Linked DNA regions of Mus musculus: all the other regions are linked to region 1. A link is a contact called in public ChIA-PET and HiChIP or PLAC-seq data. All regions are on one chromosome and are shown on one strand. The core of a region is the stretch at or near the end of the contact, and the rest is flanking DNA. Distances in the headings are between cores, read along the strand shown. Region 1 has its middle 7.5 kb from the start of Gm52815. Region 2 holds the start of Tbc1d1 (TBC1 domain family, member 1). Region 3 has its middle 29 kb from the start of Gm31684.

Region 1 (4,237 bases), core at 910-3,409:
AGAATTCAAGCTTCTATGTCACGCCAGCATGATTCTAAATAGCTCAAAAGAAGTGCAGATTGGCTTGAAAGAGCCCCAAAGACAAAGCTTGCCCAGACAAACAGATGCCCAAATCACTCTAAGGAATCTAGGGACTCAGGGGAGCCCCACAATATAGGAACAGAGGTTTCCTATTAGATTAGTTCAAAGTGAATCCAAAGAGTTCAAAAGAGCCTCAAAACACCAAGGGATCAGGAAGGACCACAGGTCCCTGGGGCCATTCCATCCTTCTGCTCCCTTTTCAGTCAAGTTCCTTTGAGTGGCTCATTCCCCAAAAGTGTCATTTCTCTGGCAGCACCAATAAGCAGGGCTCAGCTGCCTCTCCTGAAACACAAATTTAAAAATGGATTATGGTGAAAACAGAAATAGGAGATTTCACCAAGGTGGCCACCCTGGGGCTAACGGGAAGAATGGACAAAGGGGCCTGGTGACCTTGGGAACACAGACCATTGCCTTTCGCTGAGGGCAGCCGGACACAGTCCCTTCCCACTGGTTAAGTGGCCTACTTACCAAGGCAGTCTTGCATGTTTCAAGAAGTATTTATAAAGTTTGAGACCCCAAGTTTGTCCTCATAATTGGTATCTTATAGGTTTTTGTTGGGTTTTATTTTGTATTTTTATTTTCTGTGCATTGGTGTTTTGAACTCAGGACTTCTGAAAGAGCAGCCAAGTGCTCTTAACAGCTAAGCCATCTCTCCAGCCCTTTATAAATATTTTTAAAGCCATGGTAAAGAAGCAAAGTTAATTATGAAACATTAAAAACCACTGAAATTTGGTCTTAATTTCAATTTTTTGAAAATTTAATAGTACGAAATTGATGCTAAACAGAAAAAAATGTGTATTCACATATAGTTGCTGCAGTATAGTTTATAATAAAGGAAGCTGAAACCAGCTCTCCTTTATGGTGGAATTTTATACAAATTATGGTATGCATGGCGTAAGAGAAGTGTTTTCCTGTGTATGTTCATGTGTGTGGGTACATGTTCATATGCATGTGCATGCCTGTGGGGGTCAGAGGTTAACTTCAGGTGTCCTTCCATGGAGACATCCACTTTCTTTCTTCAGACAAAGGGATCTGTCTGCCTGGCTCTCCCTCCCCTGAGCTAGAATTACAAGCATACATCACATGGTTGGATTTTTTTTTTACATGGTTTGGGGGATCAAACTCAGGTTCTGGTACTAGATTTATTTTTAATATCTCTCTCTCTCTCTCTCTCTCTCTCTCTCTCTCTCTCTCTCTCTCTGTGTGTGTGTGTGTGTGTGTGTGTGTGTGTGTATGTGTTTACACACACACATACATGATGTGTGTATATAGGGAGGCAAGCATGTCATAGCATTTATGTGGATATCAGAGACAACTCTGTGGTGTTCTTGCTCTAAATGGAGTATTACACCAATTGCTTAGTGGGTTTCTAAATGAAATAAGAAAAGGGAACCTATTTGTGTAAGACCACACTGGTGATGTTTAGGTTGGTCATCACCCGTGTTCTGTTTCTTATTTTTAACAATGAACATGTATTCTAACTTTTGTTCACCAATGGAGAAATATAAATTATAAATAGATTATGTATATGTATATATGCATATACATGCATTATATTTATTTAATGGCTCTGGGGATTGAACTTAGTTTCACTACTGCTAGGTGGCATTCTAAGTTTAGTTTTATTTCATGTGCATTGGTGTTTTGTTTGCATGTATGTCTGCATCAGGGTGTCAGATCTTGGAGTTACAGACAGTTATGAACTGCCATATAGGTGCTGGGAATTGAACCTGGCTCCTCTGGAAGAGCGGTCAGTAATCTCAACCAGTGAGCCATCTCTCCAGTCCCCCTAACTTTAATTTTTAAAGAGTTCTTTGAAGTCAATCCATTCCCGGAGCACCAGAATGGAAGCAGAGTGTGCGGCGAGTCATTTTTCACGTGCACACTCCTGGCCCAAACAATGAGCTGCTGCACTCTGCAGCTCAGCTCCGAGCATCAGCAGTCATCTTGAGAGTCGAAGCAGAGACCCTGTGTATCTTGGATGCTGCTATTACATTGCACAATCCTCTACACACCGCAGCAGTAAGAGGGGAACCCAGGCTTCGTACCAAAAAGGTTCACACGCTCTGATATTCACATTCTAGTTTCACTTTGACTTGAAAGTCACACAGAAACCAAATGATTAAATCTGCATTTCCTTTGAACTCTGTGTAGATGGTGAGGTAGGGATTCCCCTTGTAGCTGACATTCCTTACCAAAAAGGATTCTGGAGGCTCTTGGCTCTGAAGCTGTCAGCTGCCTTGACACCAGCCCGATCCAGCGGAATTAGACACTTCCTGTGTTCTGTGGGATTTCACAGGTCTCTGTGCAAGCTCGCACCTCTGTAGCAAATCATGGTTGCTTTCAGATCAACAGTTAGTTCTCACAGTTCTCCTGAGCAAGAGAGAGGAAGTGAGAGAGAGGCTTGCAAGCTCTTGCTGCAGTCCTTTTTAATCTATTGAAGACGGGGAGGTACCAAGGTGTGAGGTCGGCTCTGTTTTTCTCACAGCGGGGCGTGGTCCTCAGAGCATGGTCTGCAGAGCATGGTTCTCAGAGCGGACCTCTAACTCAAGGCTTTGATAGAATGGCCCTGTGTGTGTTGTACTTAGTAGTGCCGAGATGTTTGCAAGCCAATCGTTTCGGTTAGATTCCTCTTATCATAGAGACTTCAGGAGAGTTTAAAAGTGTGGATGCAACCTCGAAACAGGGCTCCCTCCCTTCTAGTCCTGCACATTACCACATTCTTCTAAGCTCCAGACTTCATGATTGTTGATAGTGTTTGCTACTTAGAAATGAGCAAGCTTGAAGGTTGCTGAGGATGAACCTCCTCCTTCATAATCAGCTTTGGACGCCATCTTGCCTCTCTGTTTTATAAAAGGGGGGAAACATCATAATTGACCTTCTTAGGCATGTGGAAATGGAGAGAAGATATCAAGTTGCCCCCAAGATCTAAGATCCCACGACGGGGGACTATGGATTAGACATAGGTGAGAAAGGGGGACATAGCATGCTTTCTTGGGGTCCAGGCAGGGAAGACCTTCCTGCTTCTGCTAAAGAAAGCATGGTTATTCCTTATACTTGCTTAGTTTTCTTTCTTTACTTCTTGCTAATCTGTGCTGATGCATGATTTCAGAAAAAAAAAATGGGGTGAGAGTCATATCTTTGGCCATGGGGAAGAGAGACTGTCTGAACTACCCAAAAAGATCCCAAGATTGCTGGAGGCCTTTTGGTAAGGAACAAAGACTTGTTACTGTCTTCCTCTTGAAGAATTCATCTAGATAGGCCTGTCAGTCACTCAAGCAGGAAAATGCCCCTTGGGAAAGCTCTCTGCCCCCAGAGACTTCAGAAAGTGCTATGAGTCACACTAAATGTGTAGCTCCTTGTAATGGTCTCTCTGGCCATTGTCTAGTCTCACTCTGTGAGAGTGTTTCCAATTACTCTGTAATAAACCTTACCTATAGCATCTACAATAGGTCAGTTGAGATCACAAGAACCAGGGAACCATTGGGAAGCCGGGGTGAGGTCCTGGAGATACTTCCATCTCCACACTGGTTACTAATCCGTCAGTCTCTGTCTGTGGCTCCATCCTGTTAGGCTGTCGTTCTGAGGAACCTGTCCATCTCTTCTAGGTTGTTCGGCTTGTTGAAGATCCTGCTCACCCCAGTCTCTTAGGCTTTGTGATTCTGCAGTACTAACTGTGACGTCTTCTTCATTTTATGATGTCAATTGCTTATTTGACTCTTCCCTCTTACTAATCTAGGTAAAAGTTTGTTCGCTTTAATCTTTAAAAAAAAAAAGCTTCAAGTTTCACTGATCTTTTCTGTTTTGTTGCATTTCTTCTTCTGGGAAGAGATAAATAAACATTTATTTGCCCCAGATTGGGACAGACCAAGGTAATGAGCCCACTCAAGTCAAGCTTGCTGAACTAGTTAGTATATTGAGCTTACAGGAGCACGAATGAACCGTAACAGAAGTGTGGGTGATGTCTAAACAGCTTTATCACTGCAACATGCCATCCCATCCTGGATAAGAACCCTATGGAAGCTGCATCCCTGAATCACACTTCTACTTCTGTGGGCTCAAGCATCTGCCAAGATCACTTGCTGGGGAAGGCGTGGAAACGGAATGGCTAGAATCCCAAGCAAGGGTACTCTGAGTATACTTTCCATCAGCATCT
Region 2 (4,377 bases), core at 18-2,517, 330 kb after region 1:
ATCCCACCCCTCCCACCTTGAGCAGGCTCCACAAACAATAAAGCCTAAGTGTGGCCATTCTCCAACTCATGGGAATCCCACTTCACATCGAGGGGGTCTTAAAAGGGATCTTTGCCCATGGAGGTGCAACGCAAAAAGTTTAGAAGTTTAGACTTGTAGAGACAGCTGAGCTTCCTGGGTGTGACCCATTTAAATTAGGTCATTCAAAAATTCCCTTCTAACACCTGGCTCTAAATAGAAGAACGGCTTGCAGCCACTAAGAGGACGAAGGAGGGTTGTACGTAGGAGGTGAATGCCTGCCATCATCAGTACCAGGGCGCTGAAGATGTTTGCTGAGAGAAACACTCATCACTTTCAATTTCTTTTCCTTTTTAAGCAACTTCCGGAGAACAAGGCATTTAAAATAAAATCACAACCAGGAACGCCACACCTAGGTGGGGTTCAAACAGAACGACACATCTTTTAGAAAAGAAGAGAACAGCAACCTGTGAAGTTAGAGTGAGCCTCTTACTCACGTAGCAACCCGGAAGCTGCTAGGAAACAATCAAGCCGGGTTTCAAAATGACCAGCACAGGATGTGCCCATAGAAAGAAATGTTGCGTGCACCGAGAAGCTGCCAAAGTTACCGCTGCAAAGTACCCTGAACTTTCAAAAGGCGGCCTGGGGTCACTCTGACCGGCCTCGTCCGAGCTGGATGCCTTACAAACACTTGTGCCCCGGTGATATTTGGCGGGAGGGAGTGGGGCGGGATATGCAAGGAGGAGGAGCAGGGGACCTGAGCACCTTCGTCGCAGCGCAGAAAGCATCAAGGTTTCTCCCCCCCCCCCCCACCCCCAAGCAGAGGACAACAAGGTAGCTCTGAAATCCCGCCTCTTCCCCCTCCCCCACCAGAGCACCCCAAGAGACCCGGCAGCAACGCCCTTGGGTGGCGGGACCGCGCCTTCTCTGCAGCAAGGGAGCTCAGGGGCATGCTGGAAGTGGAGGGTTGCCCCGCACCCTAAGGACCCAAGGTGGAACCTACCAGTGAGGTGGCACGCTCAGAACTCCGGGCTGAGCTAGGGCGCGCAGGTGCTCCCGGGCACCCAGAAGATGGCCTGGGCGGGCGGGGCGTCCATGGTCCTCAGCTGGCTGTGCTCTTGCCGCCCCACGCTGCTGGGGTGGGGGTCCACTCCACAGTCTCTGCTTCTCTTGCGGGTTGAAGAGACGGTCGGTCCGAGGTGGCTTGCAGCAACAGGCACCGCGGTGTGGCCGGCGGCGGCGACAGCAGCTGAGGAGGAGGAGGAGGTGTCTGCGCGCGGCTCGCTCGCGTTTCCTCCTCCCGGGCTGGGCGAGCGCTGGGGAAAGCAGAGGCGGGGGAGGGGGACAGCAGCCGGAATCTCCCTAGTGAGTCCCCCGGGAGCCAAGAACAGGAGTAGATGCCCTCCCTTCCCCTCCGCACCAAGCGACTCTGGCTAGGCGACTCGGCCCAGACTGGCGAGTCACAGGCGAGCAACAGCTGCTGCAGTGCGGGTCCTCCGCGGCCTCCCTCCCCTCGCTCCCCAGCGGTCCATCCTCAGCCCGCCCAGGGGCCACCAGGCGCCACCCCACGAGAGCTCGGGGAAGGTGCAAGCATCGCCACCCCATCCAGCCTCAGCGCGAAGTCCTGGCCCGGAATATTCCCTGCGTGCTCACAAGTGATTATGGCCCTCCCGGCGGGATGTGTGGTCACACACCGGGCTCTTGACCGCTTATTTATAGCAGGTAGCCCTGCCCGAGGCTGTTTTGGCGTGCGAGGTTCTCAGCAGGTGGCAGCGGAGCCCGCGCTCCCTGAGGGATCCTGCTTCTCTGCACGCACCCTCCGAAACGGACCCGGAGATCACTGCGCAGCGTACCCGCAGGCCACCCAGCCACCAGCCCTTCCCCCGCCTCATCCTTCTTGCATTGGGGTCGAATGGCAGGATGGGGGCTGGTGGGGGGAACCAGGAACCGAAGCAGGATGGGACGCTGGCACTCCAGGCAGCAAAATCGGGGACTCAGAGAAACACCCGGGATGAAGTGCCCTCCGCGGATTAGCCTCTACTAAACCCATCTCTGGCCAGGTGCGGGGAGTGACGCAGAGCCCGGACCGCGCGCTTTTTCCCTCTCTGCGTGCGGAGCACACACACGCACGCACTGCGCGTCTGTGTGCACGCCAGAGAGCCACAGAAACCTCTCAAAGCACCATTCCCGCAAGTTAAAGAGGCAGACTCACTCCAAAGAGCAGAAGGGATCCAAGAAAAGTGAGCGGTGCACGTGGCTTGGATTGTATCTAGAGCCCTCCGTAGCTGCCATGTGGGGTTAGTTCATTCTTTATTACACCATAGTTTGTCTTCCTAGTTTCAGATCGAGAGAGAGAGAGAGAGAGAGAGAGAGAGAGAGAGAGAGAGAGAGAGAGAGAGAGAGAGAGAGAATGAATGAGAATAGATATAGCCAGGAATAGTCTAAGGAAAAGAGTGTTGATTGGTTCGTGGAAAATGCTCCGCAGGAAAAGATCAGGTTATCCAGCTAAACTCTATCGTCTTCAGCATCATACTATCACTGTTTCATGCTTTTATCTTCAACCCCATTGTTAAGTTGTCCTTCCCGCTCTGTGGCCTACAGACCATGGCTACTTCCAGAAGGTCACCACGTCAAGACAAGCGACATGCCAGCCATTGAAGGAGCATCCCAGCCACATTTGGACCTATTGCTTAACTACCCTGCCTGGCAGTCTCCACCATAGAAGGGACAGAGAATTTCTGGAGCATGCTTACAGAATAGGGCCAGAGCCACCTCATCTACCATTTCCTTCCCTTATCTTGTCCTCACCCTGCCACCTCCTCCCTGCAAAACGTTTGATTCTGGAGTGCAGGAAGGCTTAGCAGTCAAGTAGAGACCAGATGGTAAAGGAAGGCAGTGCCTGGGTAGAGTAGCCTAGTAGTCCAGGCTCCAGCTGGTGCTGGGAGGAGGGGGAGCAGTTCATTCCCCCATAAGCTCGCACAAATTCCAGCTCAGAGATGTATACCTTAGAGGCAAGAAACCATGCTAACCCTGACCTGGCCTGGGGAAGTGTTGTGCCCATGTACCAGGCACCAGGCAGCTATCTCTACATCACCTTTCTAGTTCCCAGACACACAATAAAGAATTCGGAACTTTAAAAAAAAAAAAAAACAAAAAACAAAAAACAAAAAACAAACAAAAAAAACAACCCTTAACTGACTTATTGTAGACCTCAGGAGACAGCCTGCCTGCCTCACCCTTTGGGTTCCAGCAGCTCAGGAAGAAATAGTAAAATCTCTAGATCAAGGCTGGCATGTGGGGTTTGCAGAGTTAAAGACTGTCAAACAGGAAGAGAAATCTGTAGTCTCACTGTGAGCAGTGCCAGCCAAGCTCTGGGCACCCACCTGCACCCGTTCTTGTTATAGGAAGGAAGTGGCTCCTCCTCCTGAGGCACAGGAGTTCCAACAGAGCCCCTAAGGCCATCTCTAAGGGGTTGAGACTGAAGTGCAGCAGCAGAGTTCCCTCTGGGCTATGGGATGACATTGGGCTGGTTGACTCTGTGTGTGTGTGTGTGTGTGTGTGTGTGTGTGTGTGTGTGTGTAGCTCTTCCCCACAGGGGCTCCTAGATGGCCTTAGTGACCCAGAGGTCCCTGGATAGACTGTCTTGCTGGCTTGATGGATAAAAGCCACCTCTATCAGCCATGGATGCTGCTCGGTTGCCTTTAGACAATCTCTTCACTTGCCTCCCTGCCCCCAGAACCTCTGAGTACAGCATTCTTTTTAGGACTCCCTCTAGAGAGTCATTCCTATGCTCCAAATTTAGTCACTTGCAGTATAATTAATTATTTATTGGCAAATACTAGCAATATTAATACCAGCTCTAAGATAGCTGTAAGCTCCAGAAAAATAAAACTTACCTTTCCAGTAGAAAGCCCAGAGACAAAGAAAACAGAGGCCACTTGGCTTTTAAAACGTAAAAGGAGCACTTTTAAATCTAGTCTTTGGCTAATGTAGAAAGAAGACCTTTAAATGACAGGGGCCAGGGATGTGGCTCGTTCAGATTGCATGCCTAAGCTGTGTGAAGAGCTGGCTTTGACACCCACATAGACCAAGGGTGGTTGCTGGAATCTAGCAAAACAGAAGTAGAGGCAGGAAGGCAAGGAGTTTGAGGGACGCCTGGGCCATAGGAGACTCTGTCCCCAAAACAATAATATTTAAAACAAAATAACAGAAGATTTTCCTTTTTGAGACAGGGTTTTACTACGGAGTCTAAACTGTCCTCAAACTTGAAATCCTCTTGCTTCAGCCCTGGAGTGCTGGGATTACAGATGTACACCAAACCTGGCTATTACTAAATCTATTATATAGGTATTTAAAATG
Region 3 (4,422 bases), core at 1,289-3,788, 360 kb before region 1:
GAAACATCACCAATTTTTATGAAAAAAAAAAAAAGAAACAAAAACAAAACCAAAACAACACAACAACAAAACAAACTGAAGGCAAATCAAATAGTAAACCTGGCAGCTAAACCAACTCAGGACACTTAGCACCTTTGTGACATTTCTGAGTCAGGACAAAGCACTTTCTCTCAATGACAGCTGCCTGAGATCTGAGAGGAAAGGGGACTTGGGGGTAAAGAAGAAACCGTTCTTTTCCTTCTCCCTCCCCCTCCCCTCCCCCTCCTCTTCCTCCTTCTGCTCCTCTTCCTTCTTCTTCTTTTGCAAAGAGGCTGTGGTCTGTCTGACATGCAAGCCTGGTGGGTGACCTGAGTCCCATCCCCAGAAGCCATTTAAAGGTAGAAGAAAAGAATTACTTCCATAGAACTGTCCTGTGACATGCACTGGGTACATCCCTCACCAGGTCATCACACACACTCTCATAATAAATAAAATAAAATAAAATAAAATAAAATAAAATAAAATAAAATAAAATAAAATTTAAAAGTACTTGTCAGCTTGAAAAGAAATTGAGAAGCTAGGCTTTGGGCCAAACCAACCAGGCAGAAACCACAGAACAGAAAACAATATGATAAAAAGGAGGACATTTCTGTGTTTTGTATACTGATTTTTATTGTGTAATTTTATTAATTTTTTTAATAAACTTTAACATCTGTTTTGATGGGATAGTTAGTATTCACACATTATTTTTTTAAGTATAAAATTATGTTATTTACAAGCATGGATAATTTTAGTCCTTCCTTTCTGTCTTAGTTAGGGGTTTCTATTGCTGTGAAGAGACACCATGACTATTACAGGAAAACATTTAATTGGGGCTGGCTTACAATTCAGAGATTTATCATCATTGTGGGAAGCATGGTGTTATGCATGGTTCAGGAAAGATAGCTGAGAAGTCTGTGTCTGGATGTCAGTCCGTGTCAGCAGGAAGAGATTGTCACACTGGGTGTGCCTTGAGCATTTGAAATCTCAAAGCTTGCCCCCAGTGACATACTTGCTCCAACTAGGCCACACCCACTCTAGCAAGGCCACACCCACTCCAACAATGCCGTACCTTCTAGTAGTACAAGCCTAGGGAGGCCATTTTTTTCTCAAACCACCACATTTTCCAATTTGAATATTTTTCATTTCTTTCTCATGACCTTCCAGGGCTTCTAGTATTCATAAATAAGAATACTAGAAGTATATATACTGAGTATATACACTCTTGTTTTGTCTTCAGTCTTAGAGAAAGTGCATTTGGTTTTTCCCATTCTTTTGTTGTTAGTTAAATTTGTAATAGTCTTCTTTATGTTATCATACAATCCTTCTATGTATATTATTTTTCAGGGCTTTTTTTTTAAACAATTTCTTTCTTTCTTTCTTTCCTTCTTTCCTTCTTTCCTTCTTTCCTTCTTTCCTTCCTTCCTTCCTTCCTTCCTTCCTTCCTTCCTTCCTTCTTTCTTTCTTTCTTTCTTTCTTTCTTTCTTTTAAAGATTTATTTATTATTATATCTAAGTACACTGTAGCTGTCTTCAGATGCACCAGAAGAGGGCGTCATATCTCATTACGGATGGTTGTGAGCCACCATGTGGTTGCTGGGATTTGAACTCAGGACCTTCCGAAGAGCAATGTTCTTAACCACTGAGCCATCTCTCCAGCCCTCAGGGCTTTTTATTACACAGATAAATTGAATTTTATCAAATAGTTTTTTTTCTTTATTGAGATGATCATATGTTTTTTTCTATCATTCTGTTGATATAATGTATAGCATTTGTTAATTTGCATGTCATGCTGATTAGATTTTTGTCAACTTGACACAGACCAGGGTCATCTGAAAAAAAGGAATCTTCAATGGAGAAAATACTTCCATGAGATTGGCCTGTAGGCAAGTCTGTGAAGCATTTTGTTGATTGATGATTGTTTTGGGAGAGTCCAGCCTGCTGTTGACAGTGCTGGTTGAGAAGTGGCCCTGCATTGTATTAGGAAGCAGACTAAGAAAGCCATTTAGCATCTTTCCTCCACGTTCTCAGCTTCAGCTCCTGCTTCTATGTTCCTTCTTGAGTTCCCTCCCTGATTTTTCTTCATGATAGACTGTGATCAGGATGTATAAACCAAATAAGGTCCCTTTTCCCAATGGTGGGTTAAATGATATGGTTCTTGTCTCACAAATTCTCAGGCATTTGCATTCCTGTTTCCCAACTGGTGACACAATTTGGAGAGGCTTAGGAGATGTGCCTTTGGGTGGTGGTTTGAATAGGTATGGCCCCCATAGACTCACGTGTTTGAATGCTTGGCCCCAAAGGGAGTGACACTGTTAGGAGGGGTGGTCTTGTTGGAGTAGGTATGGCCTTGCTGGAGGAAGTGTGTTGCTGTCAGGTGGGCTTTGAGGTCTCAGATGCTTGAGCCCAGGCTCAGTGGCACACAGCTCTTTTCCAGCTGCCTGTGGATCAGGATATAGCACTCTCAGTTTCTTCTGTAGCACTATGTCTGTCTGTATGCTGTCATGCTTCCTGCCATGACAATAATTCGCTAAACCTCTGAAACTGTTTTATGGGGTTTTTTTGTAAGAGTTGCTGTGGTCATAGAGTCTCTTCTCAGCAATAGAAACCCTAACTAAGACAGATGTTGGTACCAGCAACTGGGGTTTTATTCTAATAGGCTTGGTCATGCTTTTCTTTGGAGGAAAGTAGACTCTGAGACTTTGGATGAGAGAAGCAGCTGAATGCTTTAAGCGGGGCTTAACGGGCCTTTCTGATAGGAACATGGAAGACAGTGATGCTGAGGGTGATTTGAATTGTGGGGTCCCAGCTCAAGAGATTTCAGAGGAGAGGAATGTTAGTATGTGGCCTAGAAACTGTTCTTGTGGTAGTTTGGCTAACAATGTGGCTGCTTTTTGCCCTGAAAAGTCTGCCTGTGGCTAAACTGAAGAGTTTTGGATTAACTCTGTTGGCAAAAGAAATCTCAAAACAGCCTGGCATTGACTCTGTCCTATGATTATTAGGGTTTACCCTTATAAAGATCTATAATGAAAAAGAGAAAGCCGAACAAGGGAAAGAGCAAGATGTACTTGAGGGGAAAATGGAGACCGGGAAGTGGAATGGGGCTAAACCCTGTTTTTAAGGAGATAAACAGATTTAAAAAAAAAAAAAAAAAAGCCTGATGTTAAATGGAATAAAGGAAGTGGTGGTCTCAGGGTATGACCCCACCCAGTTAAGCTTCCACCTTGTGAAAAGGAATTAAAGCTTAGGTTGAAGTGTGGTGGTACATGCCTATAATCCTAGCACTCAGAAGGCAAAGGCTAGTGAATCTCTAAGTTCAAGGCCAGACTGGTCTACAGAGTGAATTCAAAGACAGCCAAACTTTTGCAGTGAAGAAAACCATCAAAAACAGAAAGCTGATGAAAATGTAACTGAACAAGGGACCATGTTCCTGCCCTAGCAAGCAACAGAACTTGGCAGCTTCGGCCACATGGTTCTGACTTTAGAGTCAAGAATAGAAGCAAGGGCTTATGGAATATCCCTCAGCAACTAAGGAAAGCCATTGAGGCCAGGTGTATGTCAAGGGTGTCGCTGATAACAGGGATTGGAACCAGCCCAAGAGAAAGAAGTGTGTTGTAATCAACAAAGGACAACAGAATTGGAGATATGAAAACCACTGGCACATCAGATATGAAGATGCAGAGTCTGGCATTTGCTCAACTGGTTTTTGGGTCTTTTTTTTTTTTTTTTTGTACAATATCTCCTCACTATGCTTCCTTTCCTTCCCATTTCCTTTCTTCCCTAATAAAACGGTAATGTATATCCTGTGCCATTGTATGTTGGGAGTATGTGATCTTTTTTATTTTGATTTTATAGGAGATTACACTTAAGAGATTGCTGTGAGTCTCAGAAGAGACATTGACAGGGTTGAGACTGTTGTAGACCATGGGGACTTTTGAAGTTGGACTAAAGGCATTCCTGCATTATGTCCTGGCTACAAGCCTACTGGGACCAGAGAGTGGAATGGGTATTTCCCCCATAGATTCATGTGCTTGAATGCTTGTCCCATAGGAAATGCCACTGTTAGGAGCTATGGTCTTGTTGCAGTAGAAATGGCCTTGTTGGAGGAAGTATGTCACTGTGGTGGTGAGCTTAGACATCTCAGATGTTTAAGGCCAGGCCCAGTGGTTCTTGTTCTTTTCCCTAATGCCTGTGGAGCATCTTAAACCTACTCAGCTTGCTGCTCCAGTTTCCGTGAAATGTCTGCTGTCATGTTTCCCAGCTGTGATGTTGATGGACTCTTACCCCTCCCAAACAGTGAGCCTAAATAAACTCTTCCTAATACGAGTTGCCTTAGTCACGGTGGTTTTTCTCAGCAGCAGAAAACAAAGACAGATGTTGTTACTGTGAATGGGAATACTTCTTT

Evidence for each region. ChIA-PET counts read pairs in DNA pulled down with a chosen protein or histone mark. HiChIP or PLAC-seq counts read pairs in DNA pulled down with a chosen protein or histone mark.
Region 2: an RNA polymerase II ChIA-PET map of memory CD8 T cells shows a contact between it and region 1, with 48 read pairs. The contact joins the promoter of Tbc1d1 here to the enhancer-like site in region 1. A contact is called at or near these places in 5 of 39 promoter capture datasets (hippocampal neurons, liver, pre-B cells and 1 more), 2 of 115 datasets of contacts at active chromatin or transcription factors (CD8 T cells and memory CD8 T cells) and 1 of 9 other capture datasets (pancreatic islet).
Region 3: a contact with region 1 is called in a BATF HiChIP or PLAC-seq map of CD8 T cells, with 6 read pairs. The contact joins two enhancer-like sites. A contact is called at or near these places in 1 of 39 promoter capture datasets (pre-B cells), 1 of 484 Hi-C or Micro-C datasets (bone marrow-derived macrophages) and 8 of 115 datasets of contacts at active chromatin or transcription factors (CD8 T cells, the SCID.adh cell line, bone marrow-derived macrophages and 5 more).

The regions. Positions count from the first base shown.
Region 1 is chr5:64,486,108-64,490,344 of GRCm38.p6, reverse strand. No RefSeq gene overlaps it. Among named protein-coding and RNA genes, the nearest start is that of Gm52815, 7.5 kb to the left of the region's middle. Within about 2 kb of position 2,159, at least 114 of the 459 cell types and tissues checked have an H3K27ac peak or open chromatin away from gene starts, as enhancers often do. A contact at or near this core is called in CD8 T cells and memory CD8 T cells, where this site is marked.
Region 2 is chr5:64,157,150-64,161,526 of GRCm38.p6, reverse strand. It overlaps Tbc1d1 (TBC1 domain family, member 1), which reads right to left and starts at 1,267. Exons shown (of 22, transcript NM_001310611.1): 1 at 1,022-1,267.
Region 3 is chr5:64,844,052-64,848,473 of GRCm38.p6, reverse strand. No RefSeq gene overlaps it. Among named protein-coding and RNA genes, the nearest start is that of Gm31684, 29 kb to the right of the region's middle. Within about 2 kb of position 2,538, at least 3 of the 459 cell types and tissues checked have an H3K27ac peak or open chromatin away from gene starts, as enhancers often do. A contact at or near this core is called in CD8 T cells, where this site is marked.